2 separate regions of the Canis lupus genome follow, and region 1 is linked to region 2. The links are chromatin contacts, called in public Hi-C maps. All regions are on one chromosome and are shown on one strand. Each heading gives the region's core, a stretch centred on a gene start, on an enhancer-like site or on the middle of the called end of the contact. The rest is flanking DNA. Distances are from core to core; before and after follow the strand shown.

Region 1 (7,154 bases), core at 841-3,340, 200 kb before region 2:
TTTCTATCTTGGATAATTAGTTGCAAACCTTACCTAGGTAGAAGTTAAAAATTTTATGTTCCCAGTTTTTTTTTTTTTTTTTATTCAGCCTTGGCTGAAGAAACCAGGAGCCACAGATTACAATTAGCATTTTACTAAAGAACTGTGACAGAATGGAAAAACACTACAAAACACAGAGCAAACCATTACAGGTTGTTATGTAGATGAGAGTAAAACCTGGAAGATATTTTACATGTCAGATATTATGAAGACACAAAGAATATATGATAATGAGGCAGAGATAAAGGGCTTATCAAGTTATACGTATTCTTATTCCATACTTTGTTATAACATTCAGCAGTTTGTAAGAAACTGCTAGCTACAATTTTAAAATTATTATTATTACATTATATTATTGAAAGCTCTGTGCTTAATTGTTTAGAATGTAAAATTAAATTTATGTGCCAAATGTTTATTTTATGGATATTAAACTTGAATTTCTCTACCAACCATGTAATATTTAACTCACCAGCTATGATTTCACTGATCTTGTTTAAATGAACTCAACCAGTATTTTTAAAAAATATTTTTAAATAAGATTCTTTTGGAGTTAGAATAAAACAAATGTTTTCCTCTTTGCATCAATGGCAGTACAAGTAATGATTATAGCAGACATATTTTTAAATCACCATGTAAAATTTCAACTTTTTCCATGCTATCCGCCTCTGAATTGATAGTCAAAGCATATGGATCTGCCATTGCTGGCAACATAAAAATATCTGCACTCCAGAGTCTTGTTGAAGCCTATGACCTCAAACTTTTTATTACTCAATTCGTATCAAACATTGTGCTTCAAGAATAACATGCTTGAAGGATTATCAGACACTTACCCTTGTTTCAAATTGGGAGTTCAGCGTTTCCACTTTATGAAGGCTCATGAGGTAAAATTCTCTAAAGTCTTCGTAGTAGGACAAGATGTGCCTCTCTTGATCAACTGCTTCACTGTGATCTCAAAAACACTATAAAACCCCGCTGCTTTGGCAAATTTGCTGCATTGCTCTAGTATCCTCTTTTCCCTCTCTTTAACATCATACCTATTTCTTCATTTACCTATTTTTATCTTGTGTAATAGTATGTATTTTCTGTATGCTGCCTCAAATTCTCTGGAATAATGCAAGTATAAATACGTAAGAATAAACTCCAGACTAGAAAAAGGATCAATGCTCATAGGGTCAAAGGAAGAAAAAAAAGAATTTATGACTGTAAACAAGTACTAGGATACCAATAGAACATTTGAAAAGATTTTGAGTCATTGAAGCCAAAAGTATGTGCCCACCAAAACAAGTGCCAAGAAGCTTTGAAAGAAGGAACTGTTCTTCAACAATTTTTTCAATGCAGCAAACACATAGGCTTTGTCCATAGAGCATGTAAGTCTGAGCTTACTTATGTTCGCTAAATAAGTGCCTTTTGTGCAGGGAGCACAAGAAAATACATATATTCCTCGTCCTGTTAAGGTGTAAATTTAATTTCTACATTATACAATTAATTACAATGATCACCAACAAGGAGTATATCGCCCAAGAACGGAATTGAATTGGATGCTCAAACTCACAAGCCAACATCCGCAACTTGCTCTTTCCTGATTTTTCAGTTACTAAACGCATTGGCTGAGCATTATCTGGCTTTTCTGTTCGAAACCTCTACTGAAATATCTTTTATGTATTTCTACTGAAATACATAAATCTGGCAACTTTATTTCTACCTTCAGAACGAACAGGACTGGAACTGAAATTGCAAAACAGCTTGTGAAACATCAGCCCAATGACTTCCTCGAACTCCTGTTTCCATACTCTGTGCACTGTGAAGTAGTTTATGACCTCTTATATGGATTAACCCTCTCTATAATTCTGTAAGACGCCTTATAAACACTTTTTTTTGGGGGGGGGGTGTGCCAGATACAAAACCTTAACCCCAAAAGCAGCAGATAACGACCCTGAGATATCGCCAAATATGATGTGCTGCCCCAGATCACCTACTGAGGAGGTGGTAGAGCCAGAAGCAGGTTGTGGTCTCTGCTTTTGTTTTTATCTTCTGCAGAACTCCGGATCCCATGCAAGGCGCAGTCCCGCCATGAGGCATAGCGTGTATCGCCAACAGGGATAAAGGCCACTGAGGCTTCCTGGGAATTCAGGCTTTCGGAAATGTCGTGGAAAAACTCAGGAGAAGACAGGTTGTGCAGGTAGGTGTGTAGTGCAGCCTCAAACTGGTACCACCGGGAATGATTTGCAAAACAGGAAGGTGCAGTGGTAGGGTGTGCCGCGGCGCGGCCAGGCCGGCACTCCCGCGACCTCCTTCCCCGGCCCCCGCGGCCAGGTGACTTCTGGCCCAGTGCCCTCAGCCTACCTACCTTTTCCGTGTTGGCCTGGAGAGGCTGCCCTCGCGCCCACCCTTCCCCCCTCTACCCGTCACCCTCCAAATTTACCTGGCGAATCTGGGGGGGCGGTTTAGCGGAGGCCGGTAGGCTCGCGAAGGCCCGCCCGGGGTGGGGGTGGGGGTGGGGGTGGGGGGCGTCCGTCACCTCAGCGGGGAGCGCAGCCTGGGCGGAGGAAGGACGCGCCCCGGCCGGGGGGGGGCGCGGTGGCCTGGCGGCCGGGAGGCTGTCGTGTCCCGACCAGGCCTCAGGGCGGCACTCTGGTCCCGCGGCCGGCGCGCTCGGGCGGGCCGCTGGGCGCCGACCCACGCTGGCCGGGAACGTTTCACCCGGTGACGCAGCCCCGGGTGGGGGACGTGGTGCGGCGGCGGCGGCGGCGGCGGCGGCGGCGGCGGCGGCGGCGGCGGCGGCGACGGCGGTACGCGCCTCCGCCGCCTGCGAGCGGACGTGCGGGGCGGCGGCGGCGGCGGCGCAGGGTCCGCAGCGGCAGCGGGCGCCGGGTCGCGGGTCGCGGGACGCGGGACGCGGGCGCCGGCGTGGAAGTAGGTCCCTGGCTCCGCGCTCAACAAAGAGCGGGGCCGCCCCCCTCGGGTACCGAGCCGGCCCCAGGCCCCGGCGGGCGGGGAGGCCGGCGGGCTGTTCGCGGACGGCCGGGAGGGGGAAGGGCCGCGCCCGGGACGGGACTAGGGGGCGCCGGGGACCCTTCCAGGCCCGCTCGTCCGCGCTCCCCGGCGGGGCGGAAGGGAAGGGGCCGGGCCGCCCGGGGTTGCAGCCTCTGCTCGTCCCTCGTGCAGGCGGAGCTGCGGGCAGAGGCTCCATGTTGGGAAGCGGCGCCGCTCATCCTCGTTAGCGGGACTCGGGGCGCCGGGGGCAGAGCCGGCGGGGGCCGGGCCCTGAGCGAAGATGGAGGCCCCGCTGCGGCCTGCCGCGGACATCCTGAGGCGGAACCCGCAGCAGGACTACGAGCTCGTCCAGAGGGTCGGCAGTGGCACCTACGGGGACGTCTACAAGGTGAGTCGGGCCGGGCCGGGCCGGGCCGCGCCGCGCCGCTTTCCCGGCCGAGTGTGAGGCGTGGGGAGGATGCTTTTATTGTCGCATCGTGGGGATGAAGCGGCCAGGCTTCCTTTTTACTCCGCTCAGAGCACCTTATTTTCATTCCTTGCTCTGATCGCTGCCAACACGCAGAACTAACCAGACCTTTGCAAAACCACTGTTGTACTTCTGTGTGTGCTAGGAAGGCTTCTTACGTTTGTTTGTGGTATCGAGGGGGAGTTCGAGTCTGCTTCTAGGAGTTGCACTTGAGGACGTGCCAGTCTCAGCAAGGAAAAATGCTGCATCAAAGACAGTAGGTGAGAAAGAATATTGACACGAGGCGTTTGCGTTTAAAGAAAAAAAAAAACTCTTACCTGGTTGAGCTTGAGTTTTAAAAGTCATAATGAAACCAGATCTGTCAGTTTTCACTGTAAACGGTCTAATACCAATCAAAATGATGTGTGCATAAACATTATCCTATGTAGGATTCTGCTTTTCCTGGCAGATGTTTCATCATTTGTATTTGGTGGTTTGTTTGGGTTTTTTTTCCCCCTACTTTAGCAGTTCCTCTCTCAGGGATTTAGAACATTCCATGACCGGAGAGGGGATAAGAGCTGTTGTCTTTTTAATTGTGTTCCCTGGCATTATTTGCGACAAATGAGAGGGTGAGGTACTGTTAATTTAATATTAAAGAAGAATTATAGAGAAGCAAACAATTCCATAAATCCACTGGGTTCTTGAAGGATTAAAAGGAAAGAGATCGCTTCAGATTGGTTTATGCTTTTTGTTTTTTCTATTTCAAGAGAAGCATTAATGTAACTCATATGGATATATTAAGGGAAATTTCCTTTGATTTTTGCAACAGCTTTCCTCATTAGATTTAATATATATATCTCATTATTCCAAGCAACGCTCCTGCATGTATAGCTTAAATGGTCTTCTGTCATATGGGTAATTTACCGTAGACTCTTCTGGGGTATGTCATTTTATTGCACAGATGGTAGAATGTAAAGAAAACATTGCCTTTCAGCTCCTTTTTTGCTTTTATTGTTCTATTAGTAATAATGATTCGAAGTAGTACATGACAATTCTAGCACTGTGTCATTTTACTGAGATGGACTGTGATGGGTAGGCTTTTTATTCATTAAAAGGACATTTGAGTCTTCTATGCTAGGCACTGTTACAGGAATGGGGTTTTGAACTGTGAGGAAAGTCCCAATTCTTGCCCTGTTGTGAATACCTTTGAATTCAAAGTGGATAAAAATAACAGAATCCTCTTTATGTAGAATTAGAGGTAATTAACTCTGCATTGTTTAGCCATGGATTAGCCCTTTTGTGGAATGCTCTTTAAAAAATTGAAATTCTTATTTTGTCTTCTCATTCCTACTTTTTAGTCATTTTCATCTTATGAGTCACTATGTATTAGATCAGTGCAATTCAGTTCATGTTAATGAAATAGTCTAAATTCCAGTTCTTACATATTTTTTCTTCCTACTACAAGAAAATTTAACATGTTTTCTTCACAAAAATTTCAAGATCACCTTTATTATTATTATTATTATAAATATAATGACTACAGCAATTCTCTGTAACAGGATTTATTCTTGCCAGGAAAAGCAAAGGGGGTACCTCCCTGCCTCATCTCTCTTCCGCATCTCTTAAAGAGAGGATCAATGACTGAATATTTATCATACATCATCTTCACCGCCCCTCCCCCCCATCTCCTTACTCACCACATTCATGCTTCCTCGCACTTACATATGTATACTGATTCCACTCCTGGCTAGTCTCTGATTCCTAAACATCCTCAATATCCTGGTTCCTTATCTTTTGTTTTCCTTTGTTCTAATTACCTGGAATCACCTCCCACCCCCCTTTCAAATGTTACCTCTCTTACCTGTCCTTGAAAACCTTCCTCACAAGCTCCTCCAGGAAGCCCCAGCTGTTCCTCTTATCTCTCCCTCTTCATCTATTACTCTTTACCATCTTCATTCTGTTCTAGCCACACTGGTCTGTTTTCTCTTCCTTAAACATAAGAAGCATCTTCCTACCTTTGGGTCTTTGTTCTTGCATTTTCCTCTGCTCAGAATGTTTTTGCTCAGACAGCCATGACTTGCTCCCTTCCCTTCTTTCTTTTACACTACATCTTTTTTTACTAATGTATTTTTTCTTTGCACTTAATCACCACATAACATAATCTTTATTTTTTTCTTGTTTATTATCTGTTTCAATCCACTAACATACTCCATGAGGACAGGAGTTTTTATCTGTTTTCACTCCTCCCACAGTACCTGGAATTATACCTGCCACAGAGTAAGTGCTTCTAAAAATTCGATAAATGAACGAATGAATAACTCTCAGTAATTCTGTCACCTAGTTGTCTTTTGACGTCACAACACTCAGCACTTAAGACTCTGTGTCTGTCTATAAAGTCTATTAAGATATCCAGCTATATATTTTTAGTACAAATTTTAATTATTTGAGTTCTTTAGGAAAAATATTTCTGGAAAACTATTTCATAGCATATCCATTTGCAGCTCTCTAAACCTTACAGAATTGTGTCAGTTTGTATTTATTCCTTTTTATATACCTAAAAATATGTAACAATCAGAATGTAGTGCTGAAGTTTTGAAACTCAGAGCAGTTAGAGTAATTTTGCTATCACTGTGTTTCTGATGAGCTGAAAATCCTTGGAAGCTTTAGAAGTATTTTCAGTCAGTGATACAAACTAGTAAAATAATAATAGTGAAGAATAATGAAGGTAAATTAGTTACATTCTAGTCAGGTATTATCTACTTTTCTAAATAAATGTTACAACTACAGCAACTATCTGGAGCAGGATTTTATTCTTGCAAGGAAAAGCAAGTATCTTATGAAGCAGGAGCTTTAAAAAACCAGCTTTGAGACTCTTTGTAACTTTTATATATGCTCTTCAAAAACATAGATTCCCCTCTCAATCTCCTGTCTTCCCTGAGAATCTCCAGTGGGGGAGAGCTTAATTTTAAGCTGCATATTCCCTGGTTGAACGTGTAAGAATTCTTTTAGATATATAGAGCAGGAAATGGTAGAGGGGAAAGAAACACAAAAGAGAAAAGAAATGTGGAAGTTGGATGACGGATTAAATTTCAGCTGAGCAAATTTTATTTGTGTTAATGTTAATATTTAAATCTGCCAACCGAAGAAGAAGTCTAGAGATTGAGAGTTTTCACTACCTTTGGTCCACAGAAGAACTAGACATGTCAGGTAATCTAGACAGTTATTGTATACGATATAGTTCGTAATTGTCCCAAGTCATTGGGGTGGTCTTTATAAAAATATTTGTATCAAAATTGTCCCCAACCTCCATTCAAGAGAAGATCTAGGAATTATTTTTTTAAGATTTTATTTATTTATTCATGAGAGACAGAGAGAGGGGCAGAGACATAGGCAGAGGGAGAAGCAGGCTCCCTGCAAGGAGCCTGATGCAGGACTCAATCCCAGAACCCCAGGATCCTGGCCTTTGCCAAAGGCAGATGCTCAATCACTGAACCACCCAGGCATCCCTAGGAATTTTTTAAACCTTTTGTGGGATATAAATTCAGAGAGGGCAAACCCATGTATTTTTTTCTAACTTGCATGCTTTTTCTGATTGATTACGTAGTATGACATGTTTAACTACAAGAAAGAAGGACTAGATGGCTCTTGTTCATCATTGTATGATAGCAGACAGATG
Region 2 (6,682 bases), core at 63-2,562:
CATTTGTATTACTGTATGGGACTTATTGAAAAATATCTCTTTTAAGTGTTCAAATCCTTGGTCTTCAAAGTCAACTGTACTTCACTGTGCTAAACACCTATGAGCCTTATCTCCTGCAATCCACACAACAGCCCTATAAGCGGGACATTATTACTCCTAGTTCACAGAGGAGGAACTAAGGCAAAGAGGTGAAATGAGATTCACAAGCAACCAGACCACGGGCTGGAACCAAATTCAAAGTCCTTCCAGCAATAAAGTTTTTAACATTCTATTTTTGTTCTGTTCAGCTGTTTTTTTTTTTTTAATTTTTAAATTTTATGTATTTATTTGACCGACAGAGCACAACCAGGGGGAGCTACAGACAGAGGGAGAGGGGGAAGGAAAAGCAGGGCCCCGCTGAGCGGGGAGCCCCCATGTGGGGCTGGATCCCAGGACCCCGGGATCATGACCTGAGCCAACGGCAGACGCTTGAACGACTGAGTCACCCAGGTGCCCCTGTGTTCAGCTGTTCTGATCCTAAAAATCAAAAACTGCCACTAAGCACAGAGTACAGGTGTTCAACTGCCACGGTGACGGTGAATCACACAGCTTTAGGGTCAGGAGGTCGTCTAGGGATTACGTAGCCCACGTCTCTCGCCTTACGGATAGGACCACCGGGTGAAGGGCGCGGTCCAGGGAGGCGCGTCCGCAGCCCCGCACAGCATATTTAAAACCCCGTCTCCACCCAGCGTTTAAGATAAGGAAACAGACAGTTACACGACGGCGAAGACCGCGCGTCTGGTTCTCCTAGACGCTCGCTGTTTACAGCACCAAGAAATGACCCCGCCAGGAGCGGCTCAAAAACAAGTCCGGGAGGCTGCAGGCTGCCCGGCGTGGCCGTCCCGCCCCCGAGCTAGGGAGGGACAGGCCCCGCCCCTGGTGGGCCTCCGCCCGCGGCCCGCGGCCCGCAGCCGGCCTCCAGCTAGCGGGGGGTGGGGGGGGCCTAGGGGGGCCTGGCGGGGAGGCCGCCGGGCCCGTCACCCCAGTCACGCCCAGACCTTCTCCCCAAATCCCGAGGACGCTGGGCGGCGAGGACCGAGGACGCGCGAGTCGACGGACCAGCTTTCCCGCCAGCCCAACAGCGGGAGAGGGAAAGCGCAGAGCGGAGCGCAGCCACCCGCCCGCCGCCGCCTCGCTCAGGGCCCAGCTCCGCTACTCACAGCGCAGGAGGAGGCGAGCGCGCCCCGCGTCCTCGGCGCCGCCGGCCTGCCCTTCGCCCTCCGCCGCGCGCGCTCATTGGCCACTGGCGCCGCTCCCACGTGGGGCGAAGGTGCGCGCTCGATTGGCCCTTGAGTGGGAGGCGGGGCCAGGCGGCGCCGGGAGCTCTGCCGCGTCCGGCTCCGGGGGCGGGCTCTGGAGGCCGAGGGAGGGCCGGGGAGGGCCGGGGAGGGCCGGGGAGGGGGCGCAGGCCATGGTGCCGGCGCTGCGTTACCTGAGCGGAGCCTGCAGCCGGGCCCGCGGGGGTTTCCCCGGGGGCTTCTCTGCGGCGCGCAGGCCGGCGCAGGGGAGGCCCTGGCCGCTGTGCCAGGGTGGCCGCAGAGCCAGCACCCGGTGAGTAGCCGCTGGCCTGCCCTCGTCGCCTGTGCTACTACTGCTGCTTCTCCTTGAGGCGCCCCTTGCTGGACCTCTGCCCTTGCTCTGCTTCCCTCTCCCGGGCGTGAGAGAAGGTCAGGATCCGGTGGAGCCTGGGATCCCAGCCTCGGATCCCAGCAGTTTCCTTCTAGGATTCATTCGTTGTGTTTGTGTGCCGGATGAAAAGAGTAAGGCGGTGTGGAGTAGAGAGGTCCAGAGCAGCTCTGGTTTTGGATACTGTCCCTGCACCTCCTGTTCAGTTCTTGGATGGGTCACTTAAGCTCCTTAAAGGCTCCATTGTGAGTCGGAGCCTAGTCTCTCCTGTAGGTGGTCCTTTTAAGGATTCAAGGCCCTACCACACCAAGCGATCAAATATACTGTTTATTAGCTGGCATCCCTGCCCGGTGTTGCTCGAAAGGCCTGAAACCGTTCTTAAACCCATCAGGTCCTGGCAACCACTGCATAGAGTTGCCCCTGTGAGAAGCGGTGCAGTTGCTAATCAAAGCCTGCACAAGTAAGTGTCCTGTGATTTGAAGTTTGGAGATCCCATCTCTCCCATATGGAGATCCCATTTGAAGTTTGGAAGCCACTGTCTTTCTCTGCTCTCTGTAGAGGGAACGGCTTATGCTGAGGCTTTACAGCTGGAAAGCTCTTGGCTAGTTCAAGAACTGGAAGGTGGACGAGCTGAGCGTGACCAGAGCTTAGTGGAACAGAGGTGGTGTGGAATGGCCCTGGAGAGAGGCTGCATCACAGCAGGGATTTTATTTTAGCCACATAGTGAATTTTATTCTGAGAGCATTGGGAGCCTTTTAAAGGGTTTTTAAAGAATAGGGAGTGATTAAATGTTGAGGTTTCCAAATTTGACTGGTTGCTGTGTGTGTTAGTGGTTTAGTTAGTGGATTAGAGTGGCATAGAATTTGTGAGTCATAGAAGGGGGTACGTAGACAATTATTTTGGGATTGCTTTTCTTAAGGGAAGAGAAGTAGGATTAGTGATGGTTTTGTTTATAGTTGTTAAAAGAAATAATTATAGAGCCACAGGAAATTGAAAAAAAACTCACCAGATTTTATGCATCCTTCAGCCAATTTACCCCAATGATAGGATCTTACCTAACTATAGTACAATATCAAAATTAGGAGATTGACATTGGCACAATCCACAGACCTTGTTCACATTTCATCGGTTTTTACATGCACTCATTTGTGTGTGATTCTATGCAATTTAATCATGTTAATTTGTGTAACTGCCACCACAAATAAAGAAATGTTTCATTGCCACAAAGACATCTCTTGTGTTACCAAATCCCTTTATATTCACATCCCGTCTCTCCACCCTTCCTAACCCTTGGCAACCACTAATCTATTCTCTAGCTCTAAGATTTTGTCATTTTGAGCATGTTGTATAAGCAGAGCCACACAGTATATAACCTTTTGAGATTGGCTCTTTTCACACAGCATAATGTCTTTGAGATTCATCCAAGATGTTGCCTATAATGACAGTGGATTCCTTCTAGTTGTTCCATGGCATGGATGTATTACAGTTTGACCATTCACCATTTGAAGAACATCTGGACTGTTTATAATTTGGGACTATTATGAGTAAAGCTACTGTGAACATCTTATGTACAGGTTTTTGTATGAACATTGGTTTTTATTTTTCTGAGATAGATGCCCAGCAGCGTAGTTGCTCAGTCATGTTTAGTTAGTACATGCTTGATTTTTTTTCATTGTAGGCATGTTTTTTAATGTAGGGCCATAAGAGGAATATCCATTGAGAAATACTGAGCATTGATTTATAAAAGAAAAGTACACCAGAGGTTCCCAAGAAAGTATAAAACATGAAGTCATGCACCTGGGATCCAGGTTCTGAATGTTAGAATTTCCCTTACAGAAAGACTTGAGATGGGTGGAGTCCATATTTGGGACTAAAAAAGGGACCATTATATCCTTTAACATCTTCAACAATCCAAAGAATGGCCTGAGGAAGAGTGGGAGACCAATGATGTGGCCCAAATTGGGTAAGATATAAGCCCAAAGATCTGTTTTTCCTGCATATGAGTGAGCACAGAACAAAGGAAGTTGTGCCACCATCAAGGCCTAAAGCAATTATCTGATTTGAGTGGAGTGTGTTATACGATGGTAAAGATTTATTTTTTTTATTTTTAATTTTTAATTTAAATTCAATTAATGGCAAAGATTCATGTTTAGTTGGTAGAGCATGTGACTTTTGATCTCAGGGTGGTTCAAGGTCCACTTTGGGTGTGGAGCCAGTTAAGATTAAAAAACAACAAAAAACTAAAAGTAAAATTTAAAAAATTTAGAATATTGGTTTATGTGCATGCTTTAAAGAGGCTTTTTAGAAATAACATATTAAAATATTTAATGATGTTTAGAATTTGCATCAAAATAATTTAGTGCAGGAAGGAGATGAAATAGGTGGGGTATTGAAAAGGCAAGATTGGCCATGTTCCTATCAAACTAGATTTGTTGGCCATGAGGTAGGTGCTAAAGGTAATCTTTTCTGCTTCTTGTTGCTGAATTGGTAGACTATACATGCCCTTCTTAATCTTTTTCTTTTAAAGATTTTATTTATTCATTTAAGAGAGAGAGGGTGTGTGCATACAAGCAGGGGGAGGAGCAAATGGGGAAGGAGAAAGAATCCTCAAGCAGACTCATTACTGAGCGAGGGGGCTCATCTCATGACCCACAATCATGACCTGAGCCTCGGAAACCAAGAATCAGATGCAGCACAGATTGAGCCACCCAGGTGCCCCTGTACTTGAGTTTCAAGTGAATAGATGGTAGAGAAGAGTGTGATGCTTAACACAGTAACTGCAGATGCAGCCAGTCCTGGCAGAGGGCTATGGAGATTTAGAGATTGAGAGCAGCTTGGGGAACTTGCTGCCCTGCCTGCTGGGTGTAGCTGTTATACTACTGACCCAGCAATGCCGTAATTCTTAAAGGCTTTTCTGTTAAGAAGCCAATAGCATAAAGCCCAATAAATATTTGATTTTAATGATTACAAATTAATAGTTTGATCGTCCACTGATCATGAAAATTGTGCACACGAAGTTTGATGAGATCTACAGTAAACATGCTTTAAAGGTGACTTTCTCTTAAAGCTCATTTGACGTAGTCATTATTGGTGGCGGAATTGTGGGCCTTGCCTCTGCCAGAGCACTCATCCTGCGGCATCCAACACTTTCCATTGGTGTTCTGGAAAAAGAGAAACATCTAGGTATGTATAATATCAATGTTGCTCTTTGGGCCTAACCTGAGTACCTGCTCATTTTCTCAGTTCTACATCTTTTGTGTTGAATGTTGATGTTTGTACCCTAGTTTGGGTTCTTCATAAAGCAGAGCCTCAAACTAGAACTTGAGGTGATTTGAGAGGTTGTTTAGGAGGCAGGAGCGAGGGGGTGTGCAGAGTAAACCGGAAAGGAGGAAAAGCCAAGGAGGGTACATTATCAAGGTTGCTGTTGTGAGCTTGATTCCTCTGGGACCTCTGAGGAGCTACATAAACATTTCAAGGGATTGTGCACATTTATCCATCAGCTAGTGTTTCTACTGTCTGAGGATTACCCCTAGGGATGTTGAGGCATAGTCTTTTCTCCCCTCACATCTTCACTGGTTAGGAAAGGCCCTGGGGCAGAATGCCCAAAGCTATAGTGGATGCTTGAAGTGGTTTACTTGTAGTGAGAGGTGGGTTTGTGTACCAGAGTTGTAACTGAAGTCAAGGATGGGCTGGGGGGAATGTGGCATGGTTACTAGAAGTTACCAGTGCTCTGCCTGTAAGAACAAAGTCAGGCGGAATTTTCAATAATGTGGTCTCTAATAGCTTTAGCTAGGTTTGTTCCTCCACTTTGTAGGTTTTCTATGCACTGTGTAGTTTCTCTTACCTTGTTTCTCTTGTCCGGTAGCTGTTCACCAGACTGGACATAACAGTGGTGTCATACATAGTGGCATTTACTACAAACCTGAATCTCTGAAAGCTAAATTGTGTGTACAAGGTGCAGCCCTCATCTATGAGTATTGTAAGCAAAAGGGAATTTCCTACAAGCAATGTGGCAAGGTAAGGCATTTTCCTAGGGCCTTGACTTAGAACTAGCATTTTTGGGTTTTTTTTTTTTTTTTTTTAGAACTAGCATTTTTGTAATGATGTTTAGTGTTGAATTTTTTTAAAAACTGGCTTTTCTTTCTTTATGTAATTTTCAAAATCTAATATTAGGAAATAACTTTAGAAAAGGTGGTATGACTAACTCCATGTAGTTTTAAACATAGATTTATTGACATACAATTCATATACCATATAATTCATCCTTTTATTAAAGTGTTCAGTTTGATTTTTTGTATATTCATAAAAGTGTGCAAGTATCAGCTCTAATTTTAGAACATAATCATCACCTTGAAAAGAAACCCTGTATCCATTAATAGTTGTTCCCAATACTTCCCACTTCCTATTTCTACCTCTCCCCAGCTCCTGGCAACCACTAATATACTTTCTGTCTCTGTGGATGCCTATTCTGGACATTTCCTATAAATAGAATTCTACAATATGTTATCTTATGTGACTGGCTTCATTTACTTAACATAATGTTCTCAAGGTTCATTCATCTTATGGCATGAATCAGAATTCATTTTTATATTCCATTGTATAGGTATACCACATTCTGTTTACCTCTATCAGTTGATAGACATTTGGGTTGTTTCCACACTTGACTTATGAATAATGCTACTGTGGACATTTTTGTACAAGATTTTGCATGGGCTTATTATGTTTTCATTTCTCTCAGATACATACCTAGGAGTGAAATTCCTGGGTCATTTGGTAACTCCAATTTTAACATTTTTAGGAACTGGCAAACTGGTTTTTCAAAATTGTGCACTACTTTAAATTGCCATCAGTGGGGCACTCGGGTGGCTCAAATTGCCGTCAGTGGGGCACTTGGGTGGCTCAGTGGTTGAGCAGCTGCTTCTGGCTCAGGGTGTGATCTTGGGATCCTGGGATGGAGTCCCACATCAGGCTCCCCACAGGGAGCCTGCTCCTCCCTCTTCCTATGTCTCTGCCTCTC

What was found. A called contact is a pair of places that touch in the nucleus more often than the background predicts.
Region 1: a Hi-C map of blood shows a contact between it and region 2, with 2.8 times the contacts expected there. The contact joins the promoter of MAP4K5 here to the promoter of DMAC2L in region 2. A contact is called at or near these places in 3 of 9 Hi-C or Micro-C datasets (amygdala and blood).

Annotation. Positions count from the first base shown.
Region 1 is chr8:27,179,141-27,186,294 of UU_Cfam_GSD_1.0, reverse strand. MAP4K5 (mitogen-activated protein kinase kinase kinase kinase 5) reads left to right here and starts at 2,090. Exons shown (of 33, transcript XM_038544670.1): 1 at 2,090-2,218; 2 at 3,205-3,421. The coding sequence starts at 3,314. It overlaps ATL1 (atlastin-1), which reads right to left and starts at 2,534. Exons shown (of 14, transcript XM_038544676.1): 1 at 2,462-2,534.
Region 2 is chr8:26,978,959-26,985,640 of UU_Cfam_GSD_1.0, reverse strand. DMAC2L (ATP synthase subunit s, mitochondrial) reads right to left here and starts at 1,312. Exons shown (of 5, transcript XM_038544668.1): 1 at 1,200-1,312. It overlaps L2HGDH (L-2-hydroxyglutarate dehydrogenase, mitochondrial), which reads left to right and starts at 1,416. Exons shown (of 8, transcript XM_038544666.1): 1 at 1,416-1,590; 2 at 4,733-4,848; 3 at 5,531-5,682. The coding sequence starts at 1,451.